6 separate regions of the Mus musculus genome follow, and regions 1, 2, 3, 4 and 6 are each linked to region 5. The links are chromatin contacts, called in public HiChIP or PLAC-seq and promoter capture Hi-C maps. All regions are on one chromosome and are shown on one strand. Each heading gives the region's core, a stretch centred on a gene start, on an enhancer-like site or on the middle of the called end of the contact. The rest is flanking DNA. Distances are from core to core; before and after follow the strand shown.

Region 1 (4,982 bases), core at 800-3,299, 560 kb after region 5:
GTATGGCACCAGTGGGCATCAGGACTACAAAGTAAAGTGTCAAGGGATACTTTGGGACAAGGTGGAAGCAGGAGGTGCTATGATTTCTTCTATAGATTCTAGAAATTCTAAAGCCCCTGCTGGTAGTGGTGGGGAGGGGCTGGTGGTAATGGGGACACTCGATTTTGGTGCACTGCTCTGAGACTAGGAGGATAATGGGCTCTGTGTGATACTGTAACCTCAGGAATTCTTGGGGGGTGATAACTAAACAGCAGGAAACACTTCCCACATGCTTGTGAGAGGGATCTGAGATTGCAGCCTGGACTCTCAGATGCTAGCAGGGTTGTGTTAGGGACTGTCACATTGTGTCCAACCCTGGATCTACTCTGAGGAACACATCTGCAGATTAACCCAGGCTTTAGTGGTAAGGCCTACAGTTAGTAGACTACATTGGAGTTGTGGGACCTGTTAGCATTCTGTCTAAATTCCACCCCACACTTACCTGGCAACAATCAGGTAGGCCTGACCCACTATAAAAGGGGCTGTTTATCCCTTTCATCCCTCTCTTACTCTTGCTTTTGATCTCTTGCTTCTCTCCTGCTCTTGCTCTCTCCTACCCCTCTCCCTTCCCTTCCCTCTCTCTCCATGTGCTCAAGGCCATGGCTCACCTCTACTTCTCTACTCTATCCTTCTCTCTCCCTTTCTCTGCCTCTACTACCCTCTTAACTCCCCTCCCCATGCCCTGAATAAACTCTACTCTATACATGTGGCTGGTCTCTCAGGGGGAAGGAATGCCTCAGCATGGGTCTACGGAGGAACCCCCTTTCCCCATTCCTCCCCCTCCCCCCATAGAACATATTTTTTCTGTCTTTATCTTTTTATAAACATACCAGGATCAGTCAGAGCTCACTCTCAGTGGTGGCTTGCAATGCCTTCACATCTTGTTTGTTTGTTTTTCAAGGCAGGATTTCTCTCTGTAGCTCTGGTTGTTCTGGAACTACTAGCTCTGTAGACCAGGCTGACCTCCAACTAACAGAGATCCTCCTGCCTCTGCCTCCAGAGTGCTGGGATTAAATACCAGGCCCAGCTTTCAACCCTTCTCTTAAAGTGGATTTTTTTTTTTTTTTAAAGAAAGGGTCTTATTTTGTAGCTTAGGCTGGCCTGGGCATCTTTACAAGCTAAATTTTTATCCTTTTAGTAATATTCTTTAATATTATCCAAACTTTATGGTTCAGGAACCTAAGACTGAGAAAATGCAGCTTGAAATTAGTAACATTGACTAACAGAGGCTCCCCTAACACCAAAGCTGAAGGTGGGCTCAGTTGTTGACTGAACTCTAGCTAAAGGTTAAGAGTGTTTCACTAACCGGGGCGGTGGTGGCCAGCCTGGTCTACAAAGTGAGTTCCAGGACAGTCAGGGCTATACAGAGAAACCCTGACTTGAAAAACCAAAAAAAAAAAAAAAAAAAAAAAAAACAAAAAAAAACCAAAAAACAAAAAAACAAAAAACCAAAAACCAAAAAAAACCAAAAAGTGTCTCACTCGCACCCTGGTTACGAAAGGCTGGCACCTCGTTACATTTACTTTATATTTCCATTGCACCAAAGCAGTTCTCAGAGTGTGTCAATATCTGAGATTTACTGAACTGAACCAGAGAAGTCAACAGCAGGGAGGCTTGCTTCTGTGGGCAGCTTTAGACGTTTGCACATGAAACTGTAGCAAAATAAGAATATACTGTTCAGGAAATAAAGTATATCAGACAAAAAATTCGTAATCGATGAAATCGGTCTCTTTTAAAAGTGGAAATATCAAAAGAAAGTCCCGATAGTCTTATGTGTCTAATATCAATGGTCTTTTCTGAGGCTTTTTAAAAATACCACCTTTTAAAATCATGACGAAACCAAGTGGTTTCTTTCTTTAATATCAAGGCACGAAGCTTTGTTTGTAGTAGCAAAAAGCTTTTAAAAATAACTGAACGGACATAGTTTCAATCGCAAATGGTCTATTTTACTAGTGGAGATCAACTAAGGAGAAAAGACGTGGTAACCTCGGTAACGGCGTGGGGGAAGGGAGGACGGAACACCGAGCTCTACGCCCTAGCAGGGGTAGAGCGGTGAGAACGCTCGAAGAGGTTTGGCTTATTGGACGCGCCGTAGATAGCGGTGCATGCTGGGCCTTGGCAATATGGCGTCCTCCTTGATGTGCTGATGAGAGGAGTTTTCACTGTGGCTCCAGAGCAGAGGGCAAAACTCCCCTGACCTAATAAGCCCAGTGTCCCTGTGCTGTCCGCGGGCCCGTGTCGCGTGTGTATCGGGACTCGTTCCTGGGTAGGAGAGAGCCACGAAGCAGAAGGCCAGCACGGGCCTGGCCGCGCGGCCCGGTGGCTGAGGAGCCCGGCTGCGGACGGGCACGATGGGCCGGTCCTGGCTCAGGTTGCAGCCCCTCAGGCGAGTGCGGGACCCGCAGGGCTGAGAGCCGCTGGGCGAGCCCCGAAGCCCCCCGATCCCGATCCCTTGAGGCCTCAGCCGGGCCAGCACAGTCGGAGAAGCCGCCCTGCGAGCGGGCCGGCCTGCCCGCCGGGAGCCACTGAGGCGTTGGAGGCCGAGAGCCGGGTCATCGCCGGGCCTGAAGTCTCTCCCGCCTCCGCCAGTCCCGCTTGCCGCCCTCCTGACGGCCTGCAGAGCTGCGGGGGCCGGCGACCGGGCGCGCGTGTCGCCGCTCGTCCGGGTCCTGCGGGCTTGGGTACCCACGGGCTCGCCACCCACCCCGCCCCCTCCAACTTCGCGCTCAGAGTTCGAGATAAAGATCTCCGAGGTTTAGCCTCAATAAGGATCTTCGAACGCTCTGCCGCCGTCTCTATTCCCAGCTTCCCGTTTTCCCGTATTTTATTTTACCAGTTCTGGTCCACACTAGTTTTTAAGGCTGGAGGTTCTCGAGCGCCTGCTGCCAAGGACTCCCCCTCCCCCTCCTCCCCTGATGGAGTCGGAGATGCTGCAGTCGCCTCTTATGGGACTCGGGGAGGAAGATGAGGCGGACCTTACAGATTGGAACTTGCCTTTGGCTTTTATGAAGAAAAGACATTGTGAGAAAATCGAAGGCTCCAAATCTTTAGCGCAGAGCTGGAGAATGAAGGATCGGGTGAGTGGCTTCTCATGGCACCTTTTTGAGTTCGTAGTTTTCCAACTAAGAAAGTTCTGAGCAAGGACAGCCTTTTTAGAAGGATGCGGGTATTTCGAAGACACATGTTGCACTAAAATCCAAAAAGCTATTCCAGACTCGGGTTTTGGCTAGTCTCTTCTCACCGAGTAGCGTTAAAAACGAGTTTTAATTCAGAGGGGGGAAAAACACCAAATTAGGAACTATAGTTTCACAGATACTTATATGCCCTTTACTACACTTAGTAGCACTTAGAGAAAAGACAACTTGGGAAATAATAGTTAACGTGCTTAGTCTATTTTTGTAGTCTGCTTTTTTTCAAATAACCAGGTTGCCTGAAGTTCAGATGTCTGATAAAGTGTGTTGGAAAACAAGATGACTTGAAATGTTTAGCCAATAACAAATTCAGGCAAAGTTATTTTAAGGTTGCAGCAGGTTTCATCCCAGTCCTTTGAACATCTTGTCTGTGAGGCTGACTCCCTGTGTATGTGACTTGTGGTCACTGTAACCTGGAGATAAAATTTCCTCAGTGGAAATTAGGGAGCATGGGGTATGATGGATTGGAACCTGGGTTCAGTTTTTTGGCCGTTCTTCTGATCGTGGAGTGTCATGAGATGTTGGTAGCAAAGAAAACAGCCAGCTGTAGTGCTGTTAGTTCCTGGTCTAACAAAAGGGGAGTACTGTGTCTTGTCTGTGCACACCCATATTGTGTGTATGTGTGTTTACTGTCTCTTGTCTGTGTATACCCATAGTGTGTGTATGTGTGTTTAGTTGTTTTCTCCTCCTGGGCTTCTTTCATTTGTGTGAACTTTTCAGTATAAAAGAGGAAATTGGTGTTATAATGTGTCATTTGTTTATACTTGGTATGTTTTTACTTGAGATGATTGTTTTAAAAAGGTGTATGTTGATGAACCCTCAACATAGTTCTAGCAATGACCAGTGTTTCAGTTGTTGATTTGGCTAAATTTTATCAAAAAATTGATAAATTTTTTTGTTTTTTGATTTTTTTTTTTTTTTTTTGAGACAGGATATCTCTGTGTAACATCTCTGCCTGTCCCGAAACTCTGTAGACCAGGCTGGCCTTGAACTCAAGAGATCTGCCTGCCTCATCCTGCTGAGTGCTAAGATTAAAGTTGTGAAAATTTTTTTTGAGACAAGGTTTTATGTAGTGCAGTCCAGCTTGGTGTATAGTCAAAAGCATTTTATGCTGGGCAAGGTAAATCACTCTTGTAATCCCAACACTCTGGATCTTGAAGCAGGAGGATCACAGGTCAAGGTCAGCCCTACTACAACGTGCAAACCCTGTCTTAAACAAGGATAAAAGCAATCTAAGTTAAACTGATGGCTGAGAGAGACTGCATAAAGTCTGTTTTATGGACATGTCTAGTACTAATGAAATAAAAATAAATTTGATTGCAGTGTTTATCTAAAAATAAATTTGTTTTAGAGCAACTCTACTCCCCCCCCCCCCCATTCGATTTGGTGGAGTTCTTATTTTAAACGTTTTTTTCTCTCCTGTTCTTTTGAATGTGGTTTCTTTTGCTACCTAAACCTGTACTCAAACTGTTCAAATCACATTAATGGATATCTTTTGAACTTTTAGTTTAATACTTTTCTAGAGTCAGGGTTTTATGTAGTGCAGGCCAGCTTGGCGTGTAGTCAGAATGACCCTGAACTCATGCATCCACTTCCCAGGTGCTAGGATTATAGGTGTGCACCATGGAATTTACTCTTTTTTTTTTTAAGATTTTATTTTTTTTTTATACATATGACAAGTACACTGTAGCTTCTTCAGAGACACCAGACGAGGGCATCAGATCCCATTATAGATGGTTGTGAGCCACCATG
Region 2 (4,561 bases), core at 1,844-4,343, 750 kb before region 5:
TGTGCCCCCCCCCCCGCCCCCTTTAAGCTACAGCTTCAGGGACATAGCTGGGAAGGTGGCTATAGCGATTGACCCGTCAGCCAGGATGCCTGCAGGCCCTAACAGAAGCACAGTTTCCCAGGACAACAGCACAGAAACTGTAACAAAGAGATGCTCCCTCATCACTTAACAGCCACACCTGCATCCCCATCCTGTCCACCTCCCAACTCTCAACCCATCTGGCTACCGTTACCTGTTTGAGTCACAGTTAGAAAAATACATTTCCTGAAACTGCTGGCTTACATCAGACAAATGATATCCACAACCCTGACTATCCAAGAATCAGGTACACAGGTAGCTGAGATTTCTCTACCCCAAAATAAACAAAAACAAAGAAATTAAGCACCAGTCCCCTGACCCAAGAATGGCAAAGCCTTCTGTGATGGGGACTTATCAAGACTTTTACTCACAGAACAGTCATTGCCAGAGTCTGGTCCCTGGAAAAAAATAAAGAGACAAGGATACCTCCGGGCTTACCTGGGGTGCCCGTGCCTGGCTGCTGCTTCTCTCTGCAGCAGGTAAGGGAACCAGGTTCTCAAGGGAGGAACGGAACTGACCGGGAAGGCGCTCCCCTGGACTTCAGCCTGCTCGGTCACCAACACCGCCAAGTGTAGAGTCCAGAACAGGCCAGCACCTGGAGGGTGAAGAACGAGACTGTCACCTGTGAGTGGCTTCTCCCGCTGTCTCTTTAGTGGCTTTCTTGTGTGAACTGTGACCTTGTGCCAGGAAAAAAACCAGGTTATCATCAAGGTTAAAGGTAGCAAGGCACAGAGATGCTTGCCTCTAATCCCAACATTCAAGAAGCTGCGACAGGAGGATCAAGCATTCAAGGCCAGCCTGGGCTCTGTAGTGAGACTTTGTCTTTAAAAACAAAAAAATCCCTCTTCATGCTGAATTCACAATGAGTCCAGAGGACACAGTGCTCACAGATCACTGTAGTTATGACGTGAACACACCACCCTCTGTTCTACATCACAATCCTCACACTATACACAAACACACACACACACACACACACACACACACATACATACACACAGGGCAACTTCAATCTGAATAACATGTCCAAAGTTACAAGTGGAGAAGAATAGGTAAAAACCTCAAACTTTTTCCCCCCTTTCATTAACCAGGAAGGTGTTTTTTGTTTGTTTTTTTTTTTTAAATATGTGAAATCCTAATTTTCTAACTATAAACATTTTCTTCAATTCCCACCACCGTCAACTTGGCCCCATAAAGGTTTTTTTTTTTCTTTTTCTTTTTCTTTTTTGGTTTTTCGAGACAGGGTTTCTCTGTGTAGCCCTGGCTGTCCTGGAACTCAGAAGTCCGCCTGCCTCTTCCTCCCGAGTGCTGGGATTAAAGGTGTGCACCACCACTCCCGGCTGGCCCCATCACTCCCGGCTGGCCCCAAAAAGTTAAGTGTTTTCCGTCCATTCAAACACACACAGATGCAAAGGATGGTACAATCAGCACAATGCCACCATCAAGGGCTTAAGACAACTGCCTGACCAATCTTGGTTCACCTCTTCATTCCCAGGTTGCCTTGCAGAATGCCTCAGAACTCCATCTAACCAACGCCCCCACCCCCAACAGAATGCAGATGGGAGGTGGCCTGGCTTCTGAAAATCCCCACCACACAAACATCATTTTCAAAACCACACATGCCTCCCTACGGGGAGGTGAGAACTTTGTCCTGGCCCAACATGGTTCAGGGATGAGCAAATGGGAACACTAACCCAAAGGCATTTGCCACAAGGGCCTTAGGACCAAGGCAGGCTACTCAGCCAAGATCATTTTTGAAGCTATAGCAGGAAAAAAGTGTCTATCATTCTACCTGGAAGATACGGCTATGTGATGTAGGAGCGAGAAAAATGTTCGTGTAGTTCCCAGCAAACCCTCTAACATGCACACGCAGCACGTGTGACTCTCAGGCCAACCGGGATGCTTCCTCGACCCAGGTCTCTCAAGGACTAGGATACTCTGCACGCCCAATTTACATATCTAATTCGGAACTCAAGCCTGGCTCCTCCCTTCTGACAGATGTCATTTAAACAAAGCATTTCCTTCAGCTCTTTAAGCTGTTTTCCAAGAAATACTCAAGTCAGATTCTCAGGGTCACTTACATGCTGGCGAAGACAGAGCTGGGGCCTCCAAGGCATCCCACCGCAGAGCATTCCAAGTCAGGGAACAGTTGAACTACATGCTCTTTGGCATCCTCAGGCATCCAAGGTGCCTCCCTGTCTTAGGATGCTATTCCACCATCTCCATCACCAAGGGTCACGCCACAGACGCAGGCAGGCTCGCGCGCGCACACACAATCACACACCATAAGCAATGGGCATTTTGGTTAGAATGCTATCCTGCTATTACATTTCGGTGTGGATCCGTGTTAAGGATCTGACCCTGCCCTAGTCTATAAAATGGACTACAGCTATACCTCCACCCTAAGATTTCCAGCTCCGGGAACCTTCAAAGGAAAACCCGCTCTGAGAGAACAACCGCGATCCCAGCGACCTCACGTTCCAGAAGCTCCCTGGGATGAAGACTGATGCAATTCCCTGGCTACGCTAGGGTTTACAGGCACCCCTCACATCACCTGTCCCTTCCTCGGAGTCCCTGGCATCCCTTGTTCCTCCAAGTCCCTCGCACCCCAACCTTCTCCAGTGTTGCCCTACGCCCCTCTCACGCCCTGTCCTTCCCGGCGATCCCTGTCCCTTGCGTCCGATGTTCTTTCTGCGTTCCCCGGTGCCCTCGCCGGCCACGCACGCACCTGTCAGCCTTCGCTGGAGTCCCCAAAACCCGCGGGTAGAACGCGCACCCTCCTCGTCCCAAGCCCCGCGGAAGCTCCTGCGCTCCGCCGCGCCCGACCTCGACCTCCTAGGCCTCTCGGGAACCCGCGGAAGGCCCGCGCAGCACCAGCGTCCGATCCGGGCCGGGCCAGCATGCGCACCATCCGGGCCTCCAGAGCCTCACACACGTGTCACCACGACGTTTAAAGGAGCCGCACTGCAATGTGCTCCCTGAGTCCGCGTGAAGGGCACGTTCGCCTTAAGAGGCGGAGCTAACGGCGACTTGTCTCCCTGGACCCTCCCTTCTCTGCTATTCGCGACGCACACGTCACCCCTCCGCCCCGCAGGCCTGCCAGTCTACGCGATGACGCAAGCGCGTAGAGCTAAAAGCTCCGGAAGCGTCCCGGAGTCCAGAGACCCTGCTGCGGCTTGGCGTGGTTCCCGCGGTGTACGCGAGTGGCGTCACTTCCGCTTGCGTGCCTGACATTGCCAGTGCGCAGGCCCAGTGTGCTGCGGCGAGGAGCTCAGGGCTCACGTTCAGTGCAAGCCACCGAGGCTTTGAAGATTCACCGTTCGTTAGTTCTTACCTGCAGGCGTCCTTTTGAAAAAAAACAAAAAAACAAAAAAAACCCTAGCAAGCCGGGCATGGAATGAGGCCCTGGGTTCCATCCATCACTGCATGAAACAGGCGCTGTGGCACAAGAAAGCAGTTTCTGCAACTCTGAGGAGTGGAGGGGGTGGGGGATGATCAGAACTTAAACGTCATCTCTGGGATCCTTGAGATGCTGGCTATAGCCACTCCACCGCTTAACTTAAGTGGCCAAGGCTGGAGGATCATTGGAGAATGTCTTCTGGACCACGTAGCAGAACCTTGTCTTTAAAAAAGGGGGTGGGAGTGGGGGCTGATGGGGTAGTAATGGCAAAGACCAAATCCTGTTAGCCTATACCAATGTCCCTTTTAGAGCTAGAAAGATGGCTCAGAGGTTAAGATGGCTTGTCGTTCTTTCCAAGGACTTCCCAGCACCCATACAGTGGTGGTTCAAAATCTCATGTAACTCTACATGTGGCAGACACATATGACCTAAATTAGAAAAAAAAAGTTCTCTTAGTTTTAAAAAGATTTTGAATTACATACGTATAGGGGAAGAATATCTGAGTGTAGGTGCCTGTGGAGGCCACTGGTGTCTCATCCTCTCTTAGAACTGGAATTACAGGCAGCTCTAAGTTGTGAGCTCCCAGTGTGAGGGCTGGGAACCAAACTCTGGTACTCTGTAAGAGAAGTAGGGGCTATTAACTATTGAGTTCCAGTCCCAGAATCCTCCCTCTTTATTTAGACCGACTTCTTTGTTCTCTGACCACTCTTTGTGTCTGGCTGGAGCTGGCTCTATAAACCCACTGTTCTAGGCTGGCTACAATGAATTACTGCTTTTGCTGTCCCGAGCCTGATACAGTTCCTGGGAAATTCACTGTTTTAGCACGCTTCCTGTGTGGGAGCTGGCACCTGGCATAAGACCTAGGTTTTTAATCCAGATGTTGTTCTAATTAGCCTGTTACTTTGCAAATTTCTCTTACTTGGAGGCTTGATCTGTGGGGACAAAAAAATAAAATAAAATTCAGAGTCAGTAGCTCAGTTGGCAGGTAATAAATTTAGTCCCCAGGCTGGGCGATAGTGGCACACACCTTTAATCCCACTCAGGAGGCAGAGGCAGGCAGATCTCTAAATTCAAGGCCAGCCT
Region 3 (4,729 bases), core at 775-3,274, 640 kb before region 5:
GCTATGTGATGGCTCTCATGCAGGCCTCTCTCACATGCTCTGCAGGACAACCTTCAGGTCAGCAAGAGTCCCCAGATGAGGCAAGTGGCTTGAGGGCTCCTGGCAACGAGAACCCAGGAAGCAAACAAGAGCTCTTTATCTTTAGCTGGCCTTATCTGTAAGTAGTAGCTAGCTGCCTTTGGGGTGTGCAGGGGACAAGATTTGCCAGTCTGTGAGGACATTGTAGATGAGGTTGGAACTCTCAAGGGGAAGTGACAGAGGCAGTGTAGAAGGGTCTGGGACTTCATGATGTGACCTGGGGATGTGGGTCAGGGTCAACCACCACGGTGCTGACACACAGGACTCAATACTTAGACTCTTGCCTGTATGTAGGATGTGCCCCACCCAGGCATTGTCCCTCAGGCCCTGCAAGGAGCGGGGCAACCCACAGAACAAAATGCAGCAGCCTCAATGGACTCTGGACTCGTTCTAGGCCCAGCAGGCAGCTTGGGACTGGTAGTGGATGGTGCTACAGAGCTCTGTCTCCTGGGCAGGAACTGGAAGCCACAAATTGTTACTCCGACCAGGGGCCCAGAGACAAGCAGTAGAGATATTTCAGGTCCAGTAGAAGCACCAGGATTGGCCCCTCCCCAGCCCTCTCCCACCGACCAACCCCCACCCCAGACATTCTGCACCAGAGCAGCACGAGCAAGCCCTCAGGGGGCCAGGGCACTTGTAGCCATCTTGGCAGGGGTGAAGAGATCCTAGGATAGGCTTTGGCTATCCGACTGCGGAAGCAACAGCAGAACTGGAACTCCCCGGGAGTCTCACGCTGAAAGGAGAAGGCTGTTGCCTGGTGATAGCCAGAGAGGAAGCCTGTCTCCAGGAAATAACAGCTCACTCTGGGATTTACAGCCCAGGCAAGCCAGTTAGCTATGTATACCTCTATGTAAACCTCATGTTAATATCCCCTAATAGACTCTGGGCCATTAATGGGGGAGGCCACTGGATTCCTCTTAGTGTGGCCACATTAAATAAATCTCCTTTTTCGGCTTTTCACTGTTATGTTTTTAATTGGACCATGGAGGATGGGTGGCTGAGTCTGGCTATCAGGGGAGCTTTCTGGGCATAAGCTCTGACCGTTGAGTCCTATAACACACTGATGGGTGGGACTTGGCCCTTAGTTCTGTGCACCCCACCCCCACCCCCCAACTGGTTCCCACCAGACTTCTGCATCTAGTCAAGCACAGACCCAGAACAATATACAACTCACAAAGTTCCCACATCCCTAATGAGAGCCGAAGCTAGAGAGCCAACTGACTCCAGATGACACAGCCAGTGAGCACAGGTTAGGGTCTGCCCAGGGGTGGCCTCCTTCTACCACAAGGACCCTGGTGGAGGTGGAGGGAGCCAGAGAGTCCCACATCCGTGTGGCAAGGCATTACCCCAGTTTTATCCCAAGAAGGCCTGGGCTCTGGGAAACCTGAGTCCCAGGCAAACTGCACTGGGTGCCCACTCCCTGCATTTACTATAAACTGTGGTCGTAGGTTTGTCCATGCTGGGTCAGGCGCTCTAGGCCTTGGGAACATTGCAGTGTATGTGGATGTTGCTGTCCACTGGATGACAGAGGCTGTTTCTGCCCTACTCCTTTGTGTGGGAAGATGGGACAAGCCTGCCTATGCTGGCTCATTCAGTACCACTGAGTAGGTAGGTTTAGTCCTGGGAGAGAATCTACAGACCCAGGAGGGGGCCGGGGATAAACTCTAACCCACTCACCCCTTCAGCTGTTCATTCAGTGGACATCCTGCCCAACTGTATTGGCTCCTGTGCTCTGGCCTGCCAGAAATCATGCTGTGTAGAGTGGAGACTCACCTGGGAGCAAGAGAGGGACTCAACTGTCCCTCAGGCAGCGAGGCAGTGGCTGAAGGCAGTCCTGGAGCCTCCTTCCTGGCTGCAACTGGAAGCCTTCTGTAGACTGTTCAGCAGAGAAAAGCTCCACCATGTGGCTTTCCTCAGCCTCGTCCCAGGAAATGCTTTGTAAACCTCACCTAGTTTCGATTTTCAGAAAACACATGACAGAGGCTGCTTCTGGGGTTGGCTGTCAGCAAGGCTAATAGCCTTCTGCTTGCTGCTCTGTGGGGCAGAGGGCAGGCACCCAAGCGCCCTGTGCTGAGCTGATATACTGAGCTGATGAAACAAATATAAGTCCAGGCTAGCCAGGCAGGCACCCTGTGGGGCAGCTTGGGGGATGGTTGGAGCAAATACATCTCCAGGCTGGCCAGGCAGGCATCCTGGCGAAGGAGAGTGGAAAGATACAGAAAGAGGGCCTAGGAGCAGCAGCTCGGGTCAGACCGTGTCTGTGAATGTGGATGTGGGCTGGACTATCCTTTCCTGGACCTGGGAATGCTGGCTGCCCTTAGCTTATGCACAAACCTACCATGCGCAGAGCGAAGGTATGTGGGCCACAGAGTGGTCCTGAGAGACAAGAATAGCGATATAAAGGCTAAAAGCAGAAAGCAGGGCTGGGGGCTAGAGTGGCTTGGTGGTTAAGAGCACCACCTGCTCTTATGGGAGGCCTGAGTTCAACTCCCAGCACCCATGTTGGTTGGCTCAGAATAGCCTGTAACTGGCTTCAGGGGCTCAGACTCTGTAGGCACCCACACCCAAGTGTGCTCATGCATGCACACATATAATTTTAAAAATTAAATCTTAAAAGGTTTCTACAATACCTTTTTTTTTAAAGTAGGGCTAATTGGGCATGGTGGAACACACCTTTAGCTGGAAGGCAGAGGCAGGTGGATCTTTGTGAGTTAGAAACTAGTCTGGTTTACATAGTGAGTCCTAGGTTAGTCAGGGCTACACAGAGAAAGCCTGCCTCAAAGGAAAAAAACAAAAACAGAAACAAAACCGAAACAAAATCCTAAAACAACAACAACAACAACAAAACTACCACCACCAAAACTGCTTCAGCGGGTAAAGGGACTTGCAGTAACCAATCCTGATGCTATGAATTTGACCCCTGGGACTCACTGTAAGAGAAAACTGACTCCTGTACGCTGTCTTGATCTACACAAGTGTACCGTGGCATGTATGTACATGCATGTAGACACACACAGTAAATAAATGTAAAAATATATATATATAATTCAAAGAGGCCTAGGGAGATGGCTCAGTAGTTATGAACACGTGCTGCTCTTGCAAAGGACCCAGGTTCCATTTGAAACACCCACATGGCTGTTCACAGTCACCCATAATGCCATTTCTAAAGGATATAATGCCCTCTCCTGATTTCCATGGTCACCAGGCACACACGTGGTACACATACATGCATGCAGACAAAAGTTCCAAACATGTAAGATACACTAAAATTACAAAGGCAAATTTCCCCAGACTTATGATGTTTAGACAGTGGCCTAATTCCCAGCAGCTCCCTGCAGCTCCCCTGGCACCAGCACTGTAAGGTTTCCTACCTCAAGACACCCAACTGTCCTCTTGAACACTATTCAAAAGGTCTGACACAAATGGCCCAGGAGGCAAAGCCAGGTGACTCAGAATTGGTATAAAATCACCCTGTTCCTTTTCAGGTGTATGGTTCAGGAATTCACCGGCTGGGTTTCTGTCCTTGGTGTCTACTTTTTTTTTTTTTTTTTACACCAGTTCTGGTCTGGCAAATCCTTTTATCCTGTGCCTTGAGTTCTTTGTCCTAGGTATGACAACAGAGAGGAAGGCTCCAAGGCCCTGGAGACCAAACCCAGGCAATAGCTGGTAAGCAGATACACTGGCTCCCATACACGCCTGACTTGGTAATGCAATCTCCCAACGGCCACAGTGACCGACTCTCTAGGATTCAGACCAGGCTCTGCCTGGCTTATACCTATTCCCCTTTCTCCACAAGAAACCCAGGTCTTGGTTTCTACTTGGGGAGTCCTCAGTCAGTGCAGCTCAACCTGGGCTGGCCATGAGAATTACCTGTGAAGACACCAATGCCCACATCAGCCTGTGGGAGGAGGGGCACTGGTATTTGAAAGCCCAAGGGAGTTCTGGGGTACAGTTCCTTTGGGATCAGCAAAAAGCTTGGAGCCCCAGAGCTCAGGGTTGGACACTCAAGGACTGCTTCCCTTGGACATGAAGTTTCCATTGGCTAAGGGGTCATGCAGTCCTAGGAAACCCTTGCTGAGAGCTACAGGCAGGGCTAGGACTGACTCTGCAGACATGCCCAAGCTTGTTGAACTGTGGCTTCTGTCACCGTTGGCTGAGAATGTGAAAGGGGGGATGGAGGTGTCCCCTGGAGACAAGAGCTGGGAGAAGAGTCAGTACCTGGACTGGCCGGTGGCTCCAGGAAACAGCAAGTCTCTGGTGCCTCCATCCTGGGTCAGCCCCTTTGTCAACCAGGGCCTGGGATCTGGCTTCCACTGGAGGACAGGAAGCCAGGTCACAGAGACAGGGCTATCACAGGGTGTGTAGTACACAGCAGGCCCATTGTCTATGGTTCTTATCATTCTTAATGCTGAGACCCTTTAATACAATTCTTCATGTGGTGGTGACTCTGGACCATAAAATTATTTCATTGCTACTTTTTAGCTATAATTCTGCTACTGTTATGAAGTACAATGCAAAAGTATCTGATCTGTAACCTCAAAGGATTAGAAACTGAGAACCACTGTTCTATGTCTACTCCAAAGCCAACAGATGGGTGGTTAATGGGCCCAGACATTGTGACACAGGGGGACTTCCCAAGAGGTCAGGCCCA
Region 4 (4,434 bases), core at 540-3,039, 610 kb before region 5:
TGCCAAGCAACAGGAACTCTCCTCAGGGCTGCTAGGTTGGGGCTGGCCACATCTCTGGTGGAACACATCTATGTATTCTTGAAGGCGTCCTTAAGTGCTCCGCCGGGTACCAGAGGGCCAGCAATGTCTTTCCTTCTCATGAGTTGGCACTTGGATTTGGAATTTCTGGAGAAGCCTGTGGGAATTCACAGACTTCTGCCTGACGTCAAATCCTCCCTCTTCTCCTTCCATCCTGGGCCATTCTGGGATTTGACGTCTGCCTTTCTATGCCCAGCCTTGGGAGGAGATGATGGGGGCACTGGCTTGCACCCCTTCTCTTCCCCTTTCGATTCTGTTGGCCCTTCTTTATGCTGGCACAGCAAAGAGTAGAAAAGTGCAGCCTGTTTGTTTTGCCTGGGCTATCCCAAACCAGCATCTCCTGCCTAGAGAGAGGAGGGAGGAAAGGAGGGGTGGGAGGGGGAGGAAGGGTGGGGAGGGGAGGCAGAGAGGGGAAGGAAAGAGGGAGGGAGAAAAAGAGGAGAGAGGAAGGGGTAAAGGGAGAAAAATGGAGAGAGGGAGAGAAGGGGAAGGGAGAAGGGGGGGAGATGGGGGGAGAGAAAGAGGGAGGAGGGAGAAAGGGGGAGAGGGAGGAGAAAAGAAAGGGGAGAGGAAGAGGGGGAGAAGGGGGGAGAGAGGGGGAGAGGGAGGGGGAGGGAGAAGGCGCTCTCAGAGTCTGATGTCACCAGGGTAGTTTCATATCTCAGTTCAGATCCTCTCTCTTTTAGAGTTGTAATAAGATCCCAGAGCAAGCTTTCTGACTCAGTGTTTGGGGATGGAGGCTAGGAGGGACTGATCTGTAGAAGCCTGGGACATGATCCCCACAGGAGGAGACTCACGAGGGCATGTGTGTAAGATTAAGGAATGTCCAGAGCAGAGTGCTGGCCCAGCACCACACTCCAGGGCTTCACTGGAGGACCTGGACCCTCCAGATGCTGCCTGCCCACCTTTGCCTCATAGGGTTCTCTAGACTCTTAGCAACTGAGTGATCCCCTTCCAATACATACTTGCATGAACACACAACCTGCCATTTTGCTACAAAGGAATCATGGATACCAAATTTACCCTCGGTCCCTGGAGTACAAGTAGCCCTGATGGCAAGGGTCTCAGATGGGACCACTGCTGGGACTCACACACCTAAATCAATGCTCCTACCACCAATTGAGATTCTCTGCCTTTTTGCAGGTCTCTGTCCTGCATGGAATATCCTCGTCCTGGGCTCACAGCCACCTTCACATCTGGAAAGACCTCTAGATAAACAGAAGCGTCCACCTCCATCCCCTTCTAGCCTGTGCCAGCTCCCTGGGGCGTCCAGAAGTAGGGACAGCCAGTCAGCCAGCCAGCCAGCCGGGCACACACACAGTTAATTCTTGGCGGCTGCTGTTTGGATAGAAAGCACTAGGAGCGGTCTAGGCTCCTCCACAACTCACATCTGGCTGGGGTTGGCGCTTTGTATTGGTCCCTCTTTCTTCCTCTCTTCCTCTACTTCTGAGAGAAACCACGTTTCCGTTTCTGGCCAAAGAGACCTTGGAGGCAGCTGAGGAGATAAAGGTGTTGGGACTGCTGTGCCTTGCACCTCCCCCTTTCCTCCTCCTTAAGTGTTTCCCCCTGGGGGACTTTTTTCTCCCTCGGGCTCTCTCTCTCTCTCTCTCTCTCTCTCTCTCTCTCTCTCTCTCTCTCTCTCTCTCTCTCTCTCTCTCTCTCTCCCTCCCTCCCTCTCTCTCTCTCTGCTTTGACACGTCTGTGCTTCCCCTCCTGACCTAGCCTAGAAGGCTCAGCCCCTGGGAGATGCTCTAAGAGACGCCTCCCCGAGAGCCCTGAGAGGCTGGAGGATTTCATTGCACAGCCGGCTCAGCTGGAAGGAGGTAGGTGGCTTGGACAGACCGGGAAGGACTCCCATGCCTCTGAGCTCCGTCTTCGTGGCTTCATCTGGGTGCCCAGGCGTGACTGAGTAGACGCTTTCTCTGGAGTGAGATGTGATGTGGACTTACAGCAAAGGGGCAGACAGAGCAGGGCAGAAGTTTTGGGGACAGCATTGAGTTATTCTTGCTAATTCCCCCTGCACAGATTGGCTGTGCAGAGAGGCAGCTTGTTGGGGCTCCCTGGAGCGTGCAGGGGGCGGGCTCTTTAGCGGGTAGGATGCTGACAGGACCAACTATGCATTCTTCCACTGTTTTGTGGGGTGTCTCTCTTTTACCCGGATGCTCTTTAGAGGGTGTGGAAGGAGAAAGAGCAGCTCTGTTCCCAGCTTGTGCCACCCCATGCCTGTCCGTATCACCTGGGACAGCTAGGATCAGGTCTGTCCCATCTGTCAGTGGTCAGCTGGAACCCCAACACTGAACAGGAAGTGTGGACTCTGGCCCCTTCTTCTAACAGCCTCGCTGTTCCTGGAGGACATCCAGTTTGGGCAGGAAAAAACAAATATCCCTTCTCCTTGGACCTTCCTGGGAAGGAAAAAAGCTGCCTATGGTGCTAAGAGTAGCCCTGAGCTAGGGCTGGCTGCAGACTCTAAGATGCCCCAGGACCTTTGTTCAGCCTGTGTCCACCTAGACTCACAAGTCTGGGCATCTCTGTGGGTGAAGATGTAACTTACAGGTTAACCTGAGTCCCACCCCATCTATTCATGCACCCACCCAGGCTGCTCCCTGCCCTGGAGAGCCTCCTCCCATCCAGCTACTCCTGGCTCCACCCTTGTCTCTGGGAAGGGTGAGAGGGAGCTGCCTCTCCGACTCCTTCTGTTCCTGTGACCTGTTTCTTGGAATGGAGACCACAGAACATGATTCTTCAGCTTTGACAACAGGGTTCGGCATGTGGATCAGACGCAGGGTGTGTAGTGCCTAGCGTGTGAAAGGTCAGGGGTTGCTTCTCCAGTACTGGAAACAGCCACAACCAAATACCAACTTTAATTTTCACGGAATATGTTGGCTCAAGACTGTGAGGCAGAAAGGCTGCGGCTAGCCTGAGCCTAGCCTGAGCCATCCTGAGCCAGACAGCATGGTCTGACAGAGACCATGAGTGAGATGCAGTTTCAAAGTAACCAAAGGAAAATAGAGTGAGATGCAGTTTCAAAGTAACCAAAGGAAAATAGAGTGAGATGCAGTTTCAAAGTAACCAAATGAAAAGGAAAACAACAATGAAAAAAAAAAAAAAAGGAAAAACTGAGAAATGTCATTGGGATCCCCCTGGGAGTGAGTGACGTCCTTAGAAACTGCCGACTCTGCTTTTTATAGTGCAACAACTGTGTGCTGCCTGCACAGGAGTGTGAGAGGAGTTGTGTATTCTCTACCAGGCCCCTCCAGTGCTCACTGGAGAGGAGGGAAACCTGCAGAGGGAACCAGAGGGCTGAGAACAAGGGAACCTCGGTGCCCCCTGTGTCTCACAGCTCTGCCTAAGGACCTACCTGGCCCAGGCCCTGCAGCCTACCAGGAAGCATCCCAGCTAAATAGTGTCTTCCCTCCCCGGGGCTCAACTTGGATTCTCTGCCCAGGCAGGAGACACCAAGCTTTTGAACTGTCCCATCTTATTTCCTAGAAACTCACACTCCCTGCTTGCCCCCCACTGCGGAGAACTCAAAATAGATGTTCTGAGGTTCATGGATAGCCAGGAGCCCCTCCCCCTGGGAGGAGGCAGGCCCTACCGGCTGTCCTGTCCTGGAGGGTGAAGGCAGTGACTGCTCATTCCTGGCTGTAACCTCCCTATTCAGAGCAACCAGCACAGCATTAATTTTTTTCTGAACACACTCCTTTCTGTTATTCTTCCCGGTGCCCGGCCCTCCACCCCCCCCCCTCTTCATAATTAGCATGACTCATAAACCAAGTATTCTGGCATTGAACTTCATCCATCAAAACAAAGATGAAAAGAATTTCGTAGAAACTATGGGTTCACTTGGGACACCCTCACTCACTGTTTCTTACTCACAGGGGGTCAGGCCCTTTGGTGGGTCACAGTTACTAGGGCTGAGGGTGGCTGAGGCTCTAGGGTTTAGGTGAGGTTGAGGTCACAATCTGAAGCCAGAAGGGCAGGTTAATGTCCACTGGAGGATGCAGCCTCTAACTGACCACCACCTTCTCTGGAGAGAAAGGACTTGGGAGCAGCCTGGGCCCTGGCCTTGAAGGTCCCAGGGATATTGGACCAGTGGTGGCTCCTAGGGACTGTTATTTTGTCCAGTTGTAGTCACTGAAAATTTGTCTTCCACTAATGTCAAGTGATCTACATACAGTGCCTGTCTGGATAGGACCCCACCACCTCCCTGACTCATTCATGAGGTACAAGAAACATTCTGGCTTCTCCAGAGAGCAGTTTGCTTAAAGCTAGAGAGTCCCACAGGTGCTAGCGCTGGCTCTGAGGGCCCTGCCCTGGGTCCTTGCCCTGGCAGGACCTCTGATGGGTGACTGCAGT
Region 5 (4,404 bases), core at 1,487-3,986:
TTGGCCTAGCTGGCCAATGGGGAGGAGAGCAAAAATCTTCTGCGGTGCCAGGAGGGTTGGGAATCCGGCGGTGGAGGGAGGAGGTGGGCCAGCTGAGTCCCTCCACACACCCTCCAAAATCCCAGGGCCCAGGCCCCCAACTTTGCTGGTGCCCTGCAGGGACAGGGGCCCCTCCTGTGCCAGCTCAGTCTATCTCCCCTACCAAACCACAGTCTCTCTCTCTTTCTCTCTCTCTCTCTCCTCGTTTAAATAAAAGAACTTCAAGAGTTGAAATATATATATTTAGATATTTTTCTCTTAAATAACATATTTACATCTAATAGAAAATAGAACTCTAGAGATAATTTTCCAGCCAGAACTGAGGACGGAGGAATGAAAGGGAAGAGGGGTGTGAAGAAGGACAGGACCAGCCAGAGGCCACAGTCACCCAGAAATAAAAAGCACTAAGCCATTTGAGCTCACTCTCCCCTGCACTGGTCCTGGGCTCCCACCCCGGCAATTCATCTTTTTTCCTTAAAGAATCCTTGGTCCGTGTTGCTCTCCTTAATGGTGACGGTCAAAAAGTTTGAGGTCACATCTGTAACGACCACTTTCTCCAGGTTAGTCAGAGAGGGGCTCCAGGACTCTTCCTCTGGGTCCCCCAGGATCCTGGCCACTGGGATCCTGGCGATGAGGGAGGGCCTTCCCCCTTGCGCCCCCATGTCCCGATACAGGCTTCCCACTGAGGCTGGGGTGCCTGAACTATGTCGAACCCTGGCACCACCAGGGTCCAGGGCACCTTGGCCTTTGGCCTCCAGGAAAGCAGCCCTGTGCTTTATTACCCTGGCTGGAAAGGTGTCCACAGCCAACTTGCTCGAGGCCTCTGCTGAGCTAGGACTGGTCACACCATATTGCACCAGGTCTGAGTCCTGCCTTCGAGCAAGCTGGATCACACTGTGGCCAGCTGGGAACTTTCCTGTCCCAGAAGAGGTCTCATCCAGCTTCCTGCCTTTCAGGTACTCTCCAAGGCCGGCACTGGGCTCTCCCAAAGGTCTCTGTGAAGGGTCCAGGGGCTCCTTCCTGGGTTTCGGTCCTCGTTTCTTGGAGCTGTCCCCCGGTGAGCTGGGCTTGTCGTCTACACGGCTGGTACCCCTGTCCCTCTCTCGGTCCCGGTCCCGAGGTGGGTCTGCCCTGCAGGTACTGGTGCTGCTCCCTGGTGGGGGTAGCCCCGTGTTCCGCAGGCCCTCTCGGGCCCTGGAAGTAGACGCCAAATCCTGGGGTGAGCGGCCTGGGTAAGGGATCCGGATGCCTCTGGTAGAGTCACTTCTGAATTCATAGGTTTTGGCCTTTGCCTTGGCCTGGGCCTGCAGAAGGAAGTTGTTGTGAGGAGAAAAAAGCCCCGCCCCCGCCCACCCCACCCCCCCACGACCTCTAGCCTTGACTGCCCAACTTTCCCTGGATGCCTGGGAAATTCTAATTGAGTGGGGAGGTGGGCTCTTAGTAATAGTCTGGGGGAGGGGAATGAGGGTTTGTCTGGAAGAAGCCATTTGCAACCAACAGACTCCTTGTGTAACAGAGGTCTACTTGGGATGGCTGGAGGGGGGGTGGGAATGAAGGCCTTCTGGTGCAGCTAAGTCCTGCCTCTAGAACTCCGTGATGGGGCCTCTGACAGAAGTCCAGATTACAAATACACACAAGGCAAGGGCACCCATTGATTTACAAGCCCTGCAGATCCTCCCTGAACGGCACACTCCACCTCTGGAGATCGCAACATACCTTGAGAAGGAAGGTTTTAGGCTTGGGTCCTCGCTTTTTGGGGCCATAGAGCTCCATCTCCCGTTCCCTAAAGAAAGAAAAGAGAGAGAAGGGGGTGTGTCCTGGCTGCACCGAAGTCAGCGTGTATGGGTTCTAGTGAGTGGCTAGGCTAAGGGTCTGTACCTTTCCTCAAAGGCTGCAAGGAGGCGAGCATCCAGAATATTTTCTTCGGGCTCCCACGTGCTGTACCTAAAGGAAACCAGGAAGAATGGAGCATCAGTCCCTGGAGCAGGAGAGAGAGGACAGAGTGGAGGGCGTGTATGTGTGTGCAACTTTTCCGGCTGCCTTGTGTTGTATTTCAATGTGAAGGGGAAAAGAGGAAGAAAGAACCCTCCTCGATATCAGTGTGGGGTAGCGATTGCATATAACCTACTTACTTCTGCGACCAGCCCTTCCATTTCACGAGATATTCCATGCGTCCCTGCAGATGCAAAAGGGAAAATGCTTGTGTATGTGTGTGCGTGGGGAGAAATGCATGACGAGGACACAAGAAATACACACGAAAATGCATGCACCAAATGAATGCTCCAAACACTACCGCCAAAGGAACCAGTCCACTGCAGCACCCCTGCAGAAACGCTGCACAAAGTGCATGCACCGGCATTCATCCCCCACCCCACCCCCCATCCATGCAATCTGTGCAGGGCTGCAAGTCTAAGGAGAGCGCTGGGGCTGAGCCGCCGCCGCCGCCGCCACGGCCGCGGCCGCTGCTGGGACCTGGGGGAAGGGAGGCTGGGCTGCAGCAAGGGGAGGGAGCCTGGGCCCTGGTGAGGGAGAGTTCGCGTCGCCGCCCGCCTTCCCCTTCACCTACTTTGCGAATGCGCCGCTTCAGGAGGGCTTCGGCCGCGAACACCCGCTCCCCCACCGCCGAGAGCTCCATGTTGACTCGCCGCTTCCCCCCTCAGCCGCTTCCAGGAGCAGAAAAGCAGCAGCCAGCCCTCGACAGCCCATAATACTCTCCCGCTGACGTCAGTTCTCCTCCCTCCCCCGCGCACTCTCCCTCCCTCCACCCCCTCCCAGCGCTTCCTCCCGCCCCACGTGTTGCTAACGACGTTGCTAAAGCCAAGCGTCCTGGGCCCGTTCTGCGGGCGCTGATTGGACTAGCGCCCGGCCACGCCCCTCTCCCCGTCTCCCCTGCGTTGCTACGTGACCCGCGTTCCAATAGCCAGGAGGCGGGGTCTCTGTCCACTCCAGAGACCCAGAGGGAGGGGGAGCGAGCCGTCAGCGGAAGTGACGCCAAGCGGGGCGGGCCCGGCTGCTGTCAGTCTGCACGGCTGGACAGGGGGGCCGCTGCCCTAGGCTCCCGCCCCTGGCCCCCCTGCCTGATTGCCCAGCGTTTCCCCGGGTGCGTGGCTTGCCCCGCCGAGCTATTAGGGCTCCCTGCGTAGGTGCCAGCCAGGCGCTGCCCCTCTGCAGACCCAGGCCCTCCCCACCTGCCCATGCCCTAGCTGGCGCCATCCTGGTCGCCAGCCGCCGTTGATGCACAATGCACAGGTGCTGGGGCGCATCGAGCCGCGCCCGAACCCCCGGACCTACGTCGCTTGCGCCGAACCTACTAATTCCCTGACCCCTCCCTTGCGGCCGCGCACCCTGGGTCTCCATGGCAACGCCCCCTCCTCCCTTCTTCACCAGTCCCATCCAGCTAACAAATCAATGAGCCTGCTCTTGGTCTCCAGTCGCATAGCGCTGCCCGCGTCCACCCTCCGGGTCCTGCGAGCTGGCGTGGGCGCTTCTCCGGGCTCAGAAGCCCAAAGCAGACTGGCACAAGCCAGTGTTTACCGCCTGAATCCATCCTGAAGCGAGACCCTGCAGGAGGGGTCGCGAGCCTCCTCTTCCCACCCTCATTGTCCCCAAGTCTCAGCTGCCCTGCCCCAGCCTCTATTCCTGACCCAGCCTGCAGTTTCCGTCCAATCCACTCCTCAGTCCTGAGAGAAGTCAACCCTGACCACATCTGTCCCGGCCTGGGTGGGTTTAAGGAGCCTATGACCATCGAGGCAGAGCCTAGAGCCTGGCTAGCTCTGGAGGCGCCGCGGCTCTGCTCCAGACCTGGGTGCAGAGCTAGTGCACTTTCTGTCTCGGGCTCTTCTAGACGACGTAAGCGTAAGCGGGGGATTCCCGACAAACATCAGTATGGACTTTGAGGGGTGTGGCGGTATCTAGTGCGGCCTGGAAGAGACACCCCCACCCCCACCCCCGACGCGAAGATGGCAAGTCCCAGGTAGGGGACGAGGGTCGCGCAGAGATGCCTCAGTCCCTTTTACACACCTGAGTACACTCAATGACCTTTTGCTCCTAGGCTCTCTTTCCTCCCCTCGTGGTAACCCCTGTTGAGGCGCGGGGGGGGGGGGGGTTCAACAGCAGCTATCCCCACATTGCCCTTTTACTACCCAAGCTCCAGATCACAGAGCCCGACCTCGGAACACACAATTTATTTAAATCGCGATATCAACTTGGCTGAAAAAAGTTTCCCTTGGCCAAGAAGAGGCTGGGAAAAGGGGAGAGAGAAAAAGAAAAAACGACGAAGCCCGGAAAACAGCGAGCTAAGGAGTCTGTTTCGAAAGGCAGGAAGCCCAGAGCGCAAAGCTGGCCTCGGGTCCAAGGCGCTACACA
Region 6 (5,015 bases), core at 336-2,835, 560 kb before region 5:
GTCATCTAAATTGATCCCCCGCTCACGATACTTTCACAAGACTGGCCTATCATCATGCCCTTGTAGAAGGAGTGGGGAGTTGGGGGTCAGGTCATCAGACCCTAAACTGAGAATTCAACCAGTTCTTCTTTTCCACTCATGACCCTGTCCTAGATGCACAGGTCTTGGAGGGGGGGCACCTAGAGTACAGAGGCAGGGAGTTGGGAGGTGGAGGGACGATCTACACAGCTTTCAAGATAGTTGTGTTTGCTCCACAAGGCGTTATAGTAGATGACTGTGTTTGGGCTTGTGACCTGCTACCTTCTCTCTGTCGCAGCCCCACACAGAGCTTCCCTCCCCACCCTGGGTCAGTGGGAAGAGGTGTCCTGCCAACTGTGTCCCACAGATCAGAGTGTCCTGCTCCCCAGCGTCCCTTCCCTGGCCGACTGGCCAACAGGCAATGTAACCAGGGCCTATATTCAACCACCTTAGTCACCATCCCCACCCTTGGCGTTTATGGATGCTTGGGGCCTCATAAAGCTCAAAGCCTGTAAACAGTAATAAAGAGGCCCAGAGAACTTGGCTTGGGCAAGCTGCTGTGGGGCCAGAAGCTGCAAGCTGCAGAGGGGTATTGGGCTCAGGGAGGAGAAGCCATTTCCTCGTCTTCTGGCATTTCTGCTCACCGCTCTGAACACAGGACCATCAAGGTTACTGTGAATCTCTTCTGTGCCCAGGTACTGTGGGAGGTGCCCTCTGGCAGATGCAGCTTCCTGGACCCTGAATACTTGAGAGGATTTATTTCCTGCAGAACACAGGCTTAAGAGTAAGAAGAATGCATTCAGGGGAAAACTATCCATGCTCACCATGCTGACCACCCTACAGGACAGATGGAAACAGTCCCTCCAGGTCAGCAGCACTGCCCCCATCTCTCCACCTGCCTTTACTCCTAGGTTTCCCATCGTACCTGGCTATAGCATCCCATGGAGCCCTGCCTCAAGCTGGTTATAACACCTCTTTCTTTTGTTCATTAGTAAGAAAAGACAATCGTCAGCCTGTGTTGGTTATCCAATTCCAAACGGTCAGCCCTGAAAACATTTGCATACAAGTAACATTAAAGGGACCGAACAGGTTGTGTTTATATATACACACACGTAGATGACAAACATTAAAGAAGTAAAAATCATGAATTTGAGAGAGATTGGATGAGGTACACAGGAACTATTGGAGGGAGGAAAGGGAAGGGAAACATGTAATTATATTTTAATTTCTTAAAAAAAGCAGAATATTACAGGTGCCTGTAATATTAGATCCCATCCAGGAATCCAGGGATCCAAGGAGCCAGGGACCCAGGGAAGCTAGGCCACCAGTCTCTGTGGCCCAGTTCCAGGGCTCATTGCTAACGTGTACCGACTTGGTTGTCGCTGGCAGATTGTTTCATTCGTCTGGAAAGAAAACTTCGTGGCTAACTCTAAATAACACTTTTTTGGGTCTCAGAACCTTGGGCTCAGGATCCACGCAGCCCCGCCTTTCTCCTAGACCCCGCCCATCAGGTCCCGCCCCGTCTCTCCGGTTATTTAACTCAGGCTCTACACCCGCCGCTTGCAGAACGTGGACAGATCCTAGCCGGAACTCGGTGCGAGCCAACCGCGGCGCTGCACACTCACCATTGGCTGAGAGCTGCGGCAGGGGCAGGCCCAGGCTTGCGATTGGCTGTTGGAGCAGTGTCTGGAGGGCTTAGCGGTCGGCAGTCGCTGACAGTCATGGAGACCTCGTCGGTGCTGACCCGGGGAGCTGCAAGGCAGCGGAGCCCCGCGGCCCCGGAGAAGCAGGCGCGGGACCAGACGGAGCGGAGGCCGGGGCGGCGGAGGCAGGGGCGGAGGTGCGCACGGCTGGGCTGAGCTCCAGGTCTGGGCTTGGGGTGGCCATGCTGCCTGTCGTGCAGCGCGACACTGTCTGTCGCTTGCGGACAAACCTACGTCCCTCCATCCTTCTATCCCCGGTCGCAGACGGGCCACCCGAGCAAGTTAGCAGCTCCCTTGTTCCTAACCTATGACGGACCCTGTCCCAGCCCATCGGGATCTCGTTCTGGCAGTCTGGCGCCAAGGCTACTGCACCTTCCTTTGGCCCTATAGATTAGGCAATCCCGAACATGGATGGCTTTCTGTTCGTGTAATATTTGAACTGAATCTTTAGGGACGAGGACTGTACTAGGTGGATCAGAATGAGCAAAGGCACAAAGGCAAAGAAGTGGACAGACATACCCCCCTGGTCCAGGGTTGTAACCCCGTGGTCGGTGGGACACTGGGAAAGGTATCAGCACAAACTTGATGTGTCCTGCTTCGTTTTTAAACCCACAGCAGTGAGACAGATGGGCTATTCAGACTTTAGGATGGTTGCTGACCGACGGGAAAGGTATTTGTGGGTAGAAGCCATCCTAAGAGGTCCTTTTCCTTCTTACTGGAGGGACATTCAGGTGACAGGTGGGCATGGGCAGACGGGATGACTTTGAGTTCCTTTGGGTGCAGCTGAAGGATAAAGGAGTCAGCCAGGGGGGCGCCATCTGGAAGAGGAGTATTTGGTGGTGAGATTTCAAAGGCGGGTGTTTTGCATGGCCTGATGACACAGGCCTTTAATTCCAACTCCTTGATGGGGTGAGGCAAGAGGATCACAAGTTTGAGGCCCCAACCTGGTGTAGTGAGGCCACATCGCAAAAATTAAAATGGAAGGTCTTGAGAGAGATTCATGGCAGAGCACTTGCCTAGGATGTAGGAAGTTCTGGGTTTGAGCCCCTAGCACCACAAGAAAAAGATGACGTCTCCATTTTAGCCTGCTACTGTCTGGCCATCCCCGCAGTTCCAAAGGCTCCTCAGTTTACTTACAGAGGGACAGTGTGATTGATGGCAGAACCTGAGGAGGGAGCTCAAGTCATTCCTGATGGCCTCAGGCCCTGGGGGCTTTTAAGGATGCCAGCTTGGATAACTGTGTACCTAAATGGCTACTATAGTGTCACCTCACTACTCTTTAAAGGATACTTTGAAACATATTAACAAATGAACAGTTTCTGATTTTGCTGTACTCAGACTTTGCAACTTCATGAAGCCAATGTAGTTATTCCTTGTATTATTCAGTTGCTGAAGATGGGGGGGGGGAAGGGGGCGGTGATTTTGCTGGTACTCGAAGACCATATCCCTTGGCCAGAGAAGGCCTGTGGTTCTAGGAAGTGTTTAACTTGGGGGTTTCACCTGTTGGGTGGGGCTGTCATTGGCGTCTGTCCAAGCACGAGCAGGCCTTAGTTGCTAATAAAGAAGATGAACCCCAGATCCCCTTTTTCTGGTGCCGTGCATGCCTCTGGTGTGTATTTTATAAGCCATGTCCTGTGTTATTTAGCCATTTGCTTCCAGCAGTTATTTACCCTGTGGGTGCCTGCGAGTGTAGCTCACCTACCATGTGCAGAGCAGAGCCCTAGTTCAATCACCAGTATAAATGGGGGACTGTGGCAGAGCACCCCTCTAGTCCCAGCTCTTAGAAGGTGGTAGGACAGAGATCAGAAGTCAGTGTCACCCTTGACTACACAGTTCCAGATTGACCTGGGCTACATAAGACTTTGTGTCAAAAAACAAGAGCAAATCAATCTTTTAAAACCCACCCTTTGCCTAGGATCAACGAGGATCAAGAGGAGGAAGCAGTCTTTAGAGAGGTGGTCAGTTTCACCCCGGATCCTTTACCAGGTGAGGTGACCAAAGTCCCCACTCATGTCCCTTCCTGGCCATCGCAGTCCCCACTCCCCTCTCTGTCAGAGAGGAAGAGTATGTTCGAGTCCCCTGATTTCCATATTCCTAACGGTTCTCTCCGTGGACCAGCTAGATATTATGACAAGGATACTACCAGACCTATCAGCTTTTACCTGTCGACGCTGGAGGAGCTCCTGGCCTGGACCCCGCTCATGGAGGATGGCTTCAATGTAGCCCTGGAACCCCTGGTGTGTCGCCGGCCTCCACTCAGCAGCCCCAGGCCCCGGACCCTGCTGTGCCACGACATGATGGGTGGTTACCTGGAGGACAGGTGAGGCTCTGGTGCAGTGCTGGTCTTATTACTGGCCATCCCGGGATGGAAGAAGGTAGAGAGCAGTCCTAGAGCCCTGGACGGAGTTATGGAAGCAGGTCCCAGATGGGCCTCTGACAGCTCAGGGAGAGAAACTCAGTCCCAGGTTAACCTTCCTGTGGCAGAAGCAATATGGAATTGGGCGAGCTCTCGTCTGCTTTAGCCGCAGACAGCTAGTCCCTCAGGCTGCCCCGGAAGAGAATCACCTTCTGGCCCAGCAGCCTCATTCTCATCTCATTTGTCTGTTGTGCTTCCCCTAGGCTCTGTCCTGGTTTGGGCCTCTTGCCCTGGCTTCCTGTGCTCTCTCCCGCCTCACTCTCCTAGCTATGCACGAGCTAGCTAGAGAGACATTTTTTTTTTTTTTTGGTTTTTCGAGACAGGGTTTCTCTGTATAGCCCTGGCTGTCCTGGAGCTCACTCTGTAGACCAGGCTGGCCTCGAACTCAGAAATCCGCCTGCCTCTGCCTCCCCAGTGCTGGGATTAAAGGCGTGCGCCACCACGTCCGGCTTAGAGAGACATTTTTAACATCTATTGAACACTCTCGGACAGGATGATTGATGGGAAGCTGAGTCAGACCCAGCTACCCAGCCAGGGGGTGTGGCCAACCTGTAGATCCAGGGACATGGCCCTGAGGGCAGTGCTGACCCTGTGCAGGGACCGGAAGCCTGAGACAGGGCCTGTGTGTGCACAGCCTTCCTGCTTCCTGCGCCTTCATCTGCTCACAGAGGCCAAATGCTGTCTGTGCATTTCCGTGGCCGGTGCTAACTCCCTGGTCTGTGAATGAGCTTTCCTCCCCAAACACGCCACGATTTATTTTAGAGACTGGGTTTTGCTGTGTAGTTTGGTCTGGTATAGAACTCACTATGTAGCTCAGATAGCTCCTAACTCCTGTCACCCTGCCTCAGGTGCCATCACGACCAGTGTGCTCCTGACTA

Evidence for each region. Promoter capture Hi-C pulls out the DNA fragments that hold promoters and counts their contacts. HiChIP or PLAC-seq counts read pairs in DNA pulled down with a chosen protein or histone mark.
Region 1: an HNF4G HiChIP or PLAC-seq map of pancreatic cancer cells shows a contact between it and region 5. The contact joins the promoter of Rptor here to the promoter of Cbx8 in region 5. A contact is called at or near these places in 1 of 39 promoter capture datasets (pre-B cells) and 1 of 115 datasets of contacts at active chromatin or transcription factors (pancreatic cancer cells).
Region 2: a promoter capture Hi-C map of neural stem cells shows a contact between it and region 5. The contact joins the promoter of Usp36 here to the promoter of Cbx8 in region 5. A contact is called at or near these places in 1 of 39 promoter capture datasets (neural stem cells) and 2 of 115 datasets of contacts at active chromatin or transcription factors (differentiating embryonic stem cells and pancreatic cancer cells).
Region 3: a FOXA1 HiChIP or PLAC-seq map of pancreatic cancer cells shows a contact between it and region 5. The contact joins the promoter of Lgals3bp here to the promoter of Cbx8 in region 5. A contact is called at or near these places in 4 of 39 promoter capture datasets (the 3T3-L1 cell line, 3T3-L1-derived adipocytes, liver and 1 more) and 4 of 115 datasets of contacts at active chromatin or transcription factors (embryonic forebrain, forebrain, neural tube and 1 more).
Region 4: a contact with region 5 is called in an HNF4G HiChIP or PLAC-seq map of pancreatic cancer cells, with 5 times the contacts expected there. The contact joins the promoter of C1qtnf1 here to the promoter of Cbx8 in region 5. A contact is called at or near these places in 5 of 39 promoter capture datasets (the 3T3-L1 cell line, 3T3-L1-derived adipocytes, hippocampal neurons and 2 more), 2 of 484 Hi-C or Micro-C datasets (both in cortical neurons) and 7 of 115 datasets of contacts at active chromatin or transcription factors (astrocytes, embryonic basal ganglia, embryonic forebrain and 4 more).
Region 6: an H3K4me3 HiChIP or PLAC-seq map of embryonic stem cells shows a contact between it and region 5, with 4 times the contacts expected there. The contact joins the promoter of Engase here to the promoter of Cbx8 in region 5. A contact is called at or near these places in 3 of 115 datasets of contacts at active chromatin or transcription factors (embryonic stem cells and forebrain).

What each region holds. Positions count from the first base shown.
Region 1 is chr11:119,600,856-119,605,837 of GRCm38.p6, forward strand. Rptor (regulatory associated protein of MTOR, complex 1) reads left to right here and starts at 2,050. Exons shown (of 34, transcript NM_028898.3): 1 at 2,050-3,116. The coding sequence starts at 2,955.
Region 2 is chr11:118,287,151-118,291,711 of GRCm38.p6, forward strand. It overlaps Usp36 (ubiquitin specific peptidase 36), which reads right to left and starts at 3,094. Exons shown (of 21, transcript NM_001033528.1): 1 at 2,807-3,094; 2 at 517-616.
Region 3 is chr11:118,399,935-118,404,663 of GRCm38.p6, forward strand. It overlaps Lgals3bp (lectin, galactoside-binding, soluble, 3 binding protein), which reads right to left and starts at 2,025. Exons shown (of 6, transcript NM_011150.3): 1 at 1,852-2,025.
Region 4 is chr11:118,426,668-118,431,101 of GRCm38.p6, forward strand. C1qtnf1 (C1q and tumor necrosis factor related protein 1) reads left to right here and starts at 1,790. Exons shown (of 4, transcript NM_001204129.1): 1 at 1,790-1,901. It overlaps Gm35598 (a long non-coding RNA gene), which reads right to left and starts at 1,694. Exons shown (of 3, transcript XR_880340.2): 1 at 1,467-1,694.
Region 5 is chr11:119,038,177-119,042,580 of GRCm38.p6, forward strand. Cbx8 (chromobox 8) reads right to left here and starts at 2,737. Exons shown (of 5, transcript NM_013926.1): 1 at 2,606-2,737; 2 at 2,172-2,215; 3 at 1,918-1,983; 4 at 1,756-1,822; 5 at 260-1,343. The coding sequence starts at 2,674. The coding sequence ends at 501.
Region 6 is chr11:118,475,247-118,480,261 of GRCm38.p6, forward strand. Engase (endo-beta-N-acetylglucosaminidase) reads left to right here and starts at 1,586. Exons shown (of 14, transcript NM_172573.3): 1 at 1,586-1,858; 2 at 3,637-3,707; 3 at 3,840-4,041. The coding sequence starts at 1,740.